Linked DNA regions of Mus musculus: region 1 is linked to region 2. The links are chromatin contacts, called in public HiChIP or PLAC-seq maps. All regions are on one chromosome and are shown on one strand. Each heading gives the region's core, a stretch centred on a gene start, on an enhancer-like site or on the middle of the called end of the contact. The rest is flanking DNA. Distances are from core to core; before and after follow the strand shown. Region 1 has its middle 6.4 kb from the start of Gm44968. Region 2 overlaps Sec11a (SEC11 homolog A, signal peptidase complex subunit).

What was found. HiChIP or PLAC-seq counts read pairs in DNA pulled down with a chosen protein or histone mark.
Region 1: an H3K4me3 HiChIP or PLAC-seq map of bone marrow-derived macrophages shows a contact between it and region 2, with 4 times the contacts expected there. The contact joins two enhancer-like sites. A contact is called at or near these places in 2 of 115 datasets of contacts at active chromatin or transcription factors (bone marrow-derived macrophages and embryonic stem cells) and 2 of 9 other capture datasets (liver and pancreatic islet).

The regions. Positions count from the first base shown.
Region 1 is chr7:81,198,300-81,201,355 of GRCm38.p6, forward strand. No RefSeq gene overlaps it. Among named protein-coding and RNA genes, the nearest start is that of Gm44968, 6.4 kb to the right of the region's middle. Within about 2 kb of position 1,667, at least 50 of the 459 cell types and tissues checked have an H3K27ac peak or open chromatin away from gene starts, as enhancers often do. A contact at or near this core is called in bone marrow-derived macrophages, where this site is marked.
Region 2 is chr7:80,926,938-80,930,051 of GRCm38.p6, forward strand. It overlaps Sec11a (SEC11 homolog A, signal peptidase complex subunit), which reads right to left. Exons shown (of 6, transcript NM_019951.1): 3 at 800-949. All of the region lies in intron 2 of Gm51451 (a long non-coding RNA gene), which reads left to right. Among named protein-coding and RNA genes, the nearest start is that of Gm51451, 18 kb to the left of the region's middle. Within about 2 kb of position 1,629, at least 3 of the 459 cell types and tissues checked have an H3K27ac peak or open chromatin away from gene starts, as enhancers often do. A contact at or near this core is called in bone marrow-derived macrophages, where this site is marked.

The sequences.
Region 1 (3,056 bases), core at 417-2,916, 270 kb after region 2:
ATAGTTAGAAAAGCACCTAACTCATGCTCTAACTGACCCTGCCTGCCACTAGGGCTGGCTCTGTGGCTGAGCCTCAGCAGGGCACGGGGTCTTTTCTTACTCTGACTCTCCTCGCTTAACTTTGGGGTTGGGCAAATTTCAACACAGTCCCCCTGACCCTGCTGCTGTTTGGATGTTTAGCCACAGGAAACACTGCAAGGTTCCAAGCATGAGCCAGAAAAAAATTGAATGTACACAGGTTTGGTTTCCTACCAAAAGTAGGCTAGGAAATCAGGATTCACATAGCCTCCATTGCCTGCAATGTGGGTACTGGCGACTGCCCACATTTCCAAAGGGAGAGGCCCCTTTTGAACTCATCCCCTTCTGGTCTTCCACATCAGCTGCAGCTGGGAGCACAGTTGCTGGGTGGCCAAGAACAGCTGGCAGCACTGTGGCTGGCAGGCACGGTAATTATGTGCTGGGAAGGCAGTGCCCTGCCCCCTTTCCAGGCTTCGTCCCAAGGGCATATGGGCGGGGCAGACTACAGTTTGAAAATGATGGAGGGCCATGGTCCTCTATCTCATCCTAGCCTGTAGCTCTGGGAAGGAATAGGTGGATGAGAAAATAAGCATTTCTTAGAAGCAAGGTTTGTTTAGCAGTTCTCTTCAGCACTGTATAAAGGGGCTTGAGCAGAGGGGCTGGGGCAGGAGCCGTGCAGCAGAACGGAGGCTCTGGCCCTGCCATCTCCCCCCTACTGAACCTTGTTTTCCTTCTTGGAAAAGAAAACAGACTGAATCACAAGGTGGCGTGTGTGAGAAGGATACGGGGATCTATTTAGTGGCCTTAGAGGTAAAGGAGAACCTTTCCGGGAACAGGTAACAGCCCCAGCTACAGTTAGTTTGAACCACAAATGTGTGTTATGCCCCACAACAAGGAGCTCGAAGGCTGGGCTGCTCCACAGTCTGTTGATTTCACCGCTCTCTGGTGACATTTGGAGCAGGATGACATAGGCTCATCCCAGCTTTCCACTTGGCCTTCCTCCAGTGTTGACAGACCCCTATCATGTAGGTCAGATTTCTGAAATAGCTCCAGGTTGTTGCGAAAATGACTAACTGACTTCCTTCCTCCTTCCCTCTCTCCCTCCCTCCCTCTCTTCCTCCCTTCCTTCCTTCGTATTAGAAAAATGTTATAGGTGGTGGTTGTGCCCACCTTTATCCCAGCACTTGGAGGAAGAGGCAGGTACATTTCTGAGTTTAAGACAAACCTGGTCTACTGAGCAAGTTCAAAAACAGCCAGGGCTACACTGAGAAACCCTGTCTTGAAAAAATAAAGAAACCGAAAACAGAAACAAACTAAACAAAACAAAACAACGAAATAAAGGAGGAGAAGGAGGGGGGAAGGAGGAGGAGGAGGAGGAGGAGGAGGAGGAGGAGGAGGAGGAGGAGGAGGAGGAGGAGGAGGAGGAGGAGGAGAGTGTTAAAAACAACAACAATCCCCTTTATACCGATCCTAGGCAAACCCATACACATGCATATGATTAAACCAATCCCTGACATGGGGACAAGAATGATGGCATTTAGCTGAAAGCAAGCAACCCTCACCCCTTGGGTGTGGGAAGAGCCCACGAAGCCCAGGAGGAACATGGGGAGACAGCGAGGGGTGGAAGCCAGTGCCACAGCTCACTTCCTCTTATACACTGGACTGGGGATGTGAGGCCTTGGAGCCAGGTCCCACAAGATTGGATGGCAACTATGAACACAGTTCTGCCTTTCAGAGAAGCAGTTTTACTGCAACTTGTTGCTTTTAGTTTTGATGATCTCCAGCCTGGAACTAAACTTTTGATTTTCTGTGAAAATAGTCGTCCTTACATAATCACCCTAAGTGGACAGCTAGCCTGTGAAGTTTGTACGTCCAAACTTGGATCATTAGTGAGGGGATGAAGTAGCTCTGTGGCAGAGAGACAGAGCTTCCAGCACGCAGTGGTTTCCAGGGCCCCTCTGGCCTCCTTCACTCTCAGCTGGTCCATCAGAACTCACTCTGGCAGACGATAGTAGTGATGCCCTTAGCTGGTACGGAATCTATATCATCACTGGCCAGCTGGAACAATGGAACAGGAAACATTTCAAACAGAGCAATTTAAAGAAAGGGAAGGCCAAGGAGGAGAAGGCATGAAAAGGATGTCACCCAAAGATCAGGAAACCAATGTCCCAGGAGCCTACACACCTCAGTGCTGAGGGGTCATCAATGTGCCCATCACCAGCAGTCTCACCGCATAATCCCCTTGCTCTCCTACTGTTGTCAAAGAAGGGCTATGACCTGCGGATCTCCCAGGAGCATAATGAAGGCTCAAGAGGATTGTTATCATGAAAGACTTTAGCATAGTGTCTTGTGGCATAGGAAGGGTACAAAAATAGAATTAGGGTTAAGTTCACAACCACTATCATCTTTGTCACCAGTGTTTCCCTACCACTACTATCACCATAATTGTCATCCACCACCTTTATCATATCACTACCATCATCATCACTATCACCACCACTGCTACCCAATACCCCAGCAGCAGCATCACCACCACCACCATCATCATCATCATCACCACGATGGTCACCACTAACATCATCCTCACCACTCCCATCAGCAGCACTCATCCCAGTGGCACAACTCTCACAACAACTTCCTAGGCCCCTTCACACCAGGACAAGTGAGGAGTCCAAGGGTCTTTCATCAGGACCCCTTTGCCTTGCTCCAAAGTCGTCACATGAGCCGAGCCGAGCCCTGCTTCCTGTCTTATGACTGAGAAAACATGATGTGACATAAGCTCCCATGAACTGAAGTGCACCTTTGAATGACCTCATTCATTGTGTCCTACAGACTAACAGAGTCCTCAGCACTGTCCCCCAGCCCGGGGCCACGTCCTTCACATTCGGAAACTTCCTTACTTGGGAGTAGATCTTCACAGCTCTGAGGCCACAGAGCTTGCCAGGCTGATGAGGCTCGCACGGTCTGACCATATCACTGTCCACCATTGTCATCTCCAGGTTCTCACTTAATACCCGGCATCCTTCCTTCCTTCCTCC
Region 2 (3,114 bases), core at 379-2,878:
TGTTTGTTTTGTTTTATTTTTCGAGATAGGGTTTCTCTGTGTAGCCCTGGCTGTCCTGGAACTCATTCTGTGTAGACCAGGCTGTCCTTGAACTCAGAAATCTGCCTGCCTCTGCCTCCCGAGTGCTGGGATTAAAGGCATGTACCACCACTGCCCAGCTTTATAACATGATTTTTGAGAGAAATACACAGACTGATAAAAGAATTAGAAAAGAACAAGAAAAATCTCTGGAAAAATATTCAGAGAAATAGATAAATCCCTATCCAGAGTTTTCCAAATATTCACCAAACTTTCAGACATTCATAAAACTGGATGAGAAGTAAAGATCAAAGATTCCTTACTCTCTACAATGTTTTATTATTAGAGAAGAGCCTCATTAGCACAGGCTAGCCTTCAACTTGCTATGTAAGCCAACAATGACCCTGACCTTGTCTGTTTCTATCTCCCAAGTACTAGGATTACACTTGTAGCAAGGCCTGGGCTCTGACCCAGGGCTTCATCTGACCAGCTGAGCTACATCTACAGCCCTCTTTAGTTTTTTAAGAATGTTTTTATGTATATGAGAATTTTGCCCACGTGTATGTGTGCTTGAAGAAGGCATCAGAACACCTGAAACTGACGGTTGAAAGCCATCACGTAGGTGCTGGGAGCCGAACTTGGGTCTTCTGCAAGAGCAAGTACTCTTAACTGCTCAGCCATCTCCCACCCCCCTTTTCAACAATTTTTATGTATCAAAATTAAACACTTCAAACTCTAAAGCAAGAATGTACAAAGCCATAGATGAGAAGCTGGCATGTACTTTTCATGGATCTTCAGGACTCGGTGCACTATAGGAATCTCTCTTCCTTCTATCCTGAAAACAACGATCTCCCCCACGCGTATAGGATCTTCAACTCGGTTCGTGAGGAAAAGGAGATCCCCTCTGTGAAACGCAGGCTCCATGCTGCCACTGGGAGGGAAAACGGGTACAAAAAGGCAGATTACATCTTTTTCAAAATTAGAAACTCAACAAAGCAACAGATGCTGATGTACTCAGCATTTTAACAACCACAGTGCCATAGATAGCTCTGTCCACATAATAGGCTGTCCTAATTCATGCTCATTCATTCATTCATTTTGGGGACACAGTCACTCTCACAGTATATACATCAGGATGCCCTCAAGCCAGTGGAGACTTTCTTACTTCAGCCTCCAGTCCTGAGATTCCATGTGTGCACCATCACACCCAGCTTGATTTCCCTCAACTAGTAAAGGAATTTTTTTAGTTACTAGTCTTCACTAACTAGTTCCATTTTAAGCATTACAATCAAAGATGTTTAAGTCTTGAAAAGGGCAGTGTTACTAATTCCTTAACCTTTTAAAATTTCAAATGACAAACAATATAAAAGAATGAACTTTAAAAAACACTGCCCTTATTCTGACTTCATCTGAAAATACTAAACATATTCAAATATTCAAATGAGAACTGGATCATCTTCTGCCATTTATGAAGATTCAGGCCACGATGACCTTCTGAGTTCAGCTGATTCTGGAGGAAACAGTTGACCGAGTCACAGAGCAGCACAGAGGTAGCGCTGTGTTATCAAGGCGTTTCGTTGTTTTATAAAGAGAAGTATGAGAGATTTCTAAGGATTTCAGAAACTAGGAGGAAGTGAGACTCATGAGAGCATCTCTTCCCTCTTCCCTGCTCTGCCTCACACCCAGTTCTGAAAAGGTCCTAAGAGATTGGTATCATCAGGAACTCAAACCCAAGTTTTCAATGATAAATAACATTAATAAAGAAAGAGTAAACATATCAGCAGGACCCAAAACTCAGACAGATATCATCCAGCCACAGACACTACTGTCTGAAGATACATATGGGCACATCAGTGGCTCCCAAACTCTCCTGTACAGTGGAATAGCCTAAGTAATTTCAATAGAATCCTCATGTCCAGGTCACATCACAATACCTGGGGATGGGAGGCAGGCATCACTGGATCCCCAGAAATTCCACCATAAAACAAAAATTGGGGAGCTATGAGAAACACTGTGTTTATATTTGTTATTATTTATGACTTTTCTTTTTTCAAACGTTTGGTTGGTTTGTTGTCTGTATCTTGTTTTTACGACAATATATCACCTGTATAGAAGGCTAGCCTGGACAAGGTACAGAAACTGCTGACAGAAACTCACAGCACTCTTCTTGCCTCCCAAGTGCTGGGACTGCAGGAATGCTGGTCTGTTTGCTTATTGTTTCATTGAACTTGAGCTCACAGCAATCCTCCTGCTGGGATACCGTCTTGTACCGCCATGCTAAGCTACTATATGATTATACTTAAAGCTTTTTTACAGGTAGGCAGAGCTCTGTGAGTTCAAGATAATCCTGATCTACATAGCAAGTTTCAGACCATCTACATAGTGATCCTACCTCAAAATTGAATAAATTAAAAAAAAATTCCTGTTATTTAGAATTGTCAGGCTAAGGCTGCAGCTCAGTGGACAAGGTCCTCGGCTGGATATCCAGTACTTCCAGAAACCAAAAAAAAAAAAAAAAAAAAAAAAAAACAACTTTTCAAACAGATACATATACACACTGTGCACACTGTGTATGTGTGTGTGCACATCTCTCTCTCTCTCTCACACACACACACACACACACACACACACACAATACTATGGAGAACAAAACAGAGAAAAGAAAATAAATGCACTTACAGAATTATCTCAATTATATGTAAAATTATACTTGAAGAGAGGCTACAGCATTAGCAATGATTTTTATCTCAAAGTTACAAAGACAGGTTCAATCTAGATTTTCCTGTGTTTCTAGCATATCACATTATGGGAATATATTAACTTTTTCTTATTAGAAAAGCATTTCTTCTCAAAGGTCACTATGACAGCCAGGCAGGAAATGACAAGGGCCTGAAATAGAATAGCAATAAAGGAGAGGAGAGAGGAAAACAATTGGTGTCCAATTAGACACAGCAGAATCAAGAATGACCCCTAGTTTATGTCACAGGCAACTGAGCAGCTGTGACAGTCACAGAAACAGGTTGGGGTGGGGGTCAAAATGGAGCTGAATTTTATTTTGTTATCACTCAGAGAACCAAGTGCCTGGTCAATAGTCAG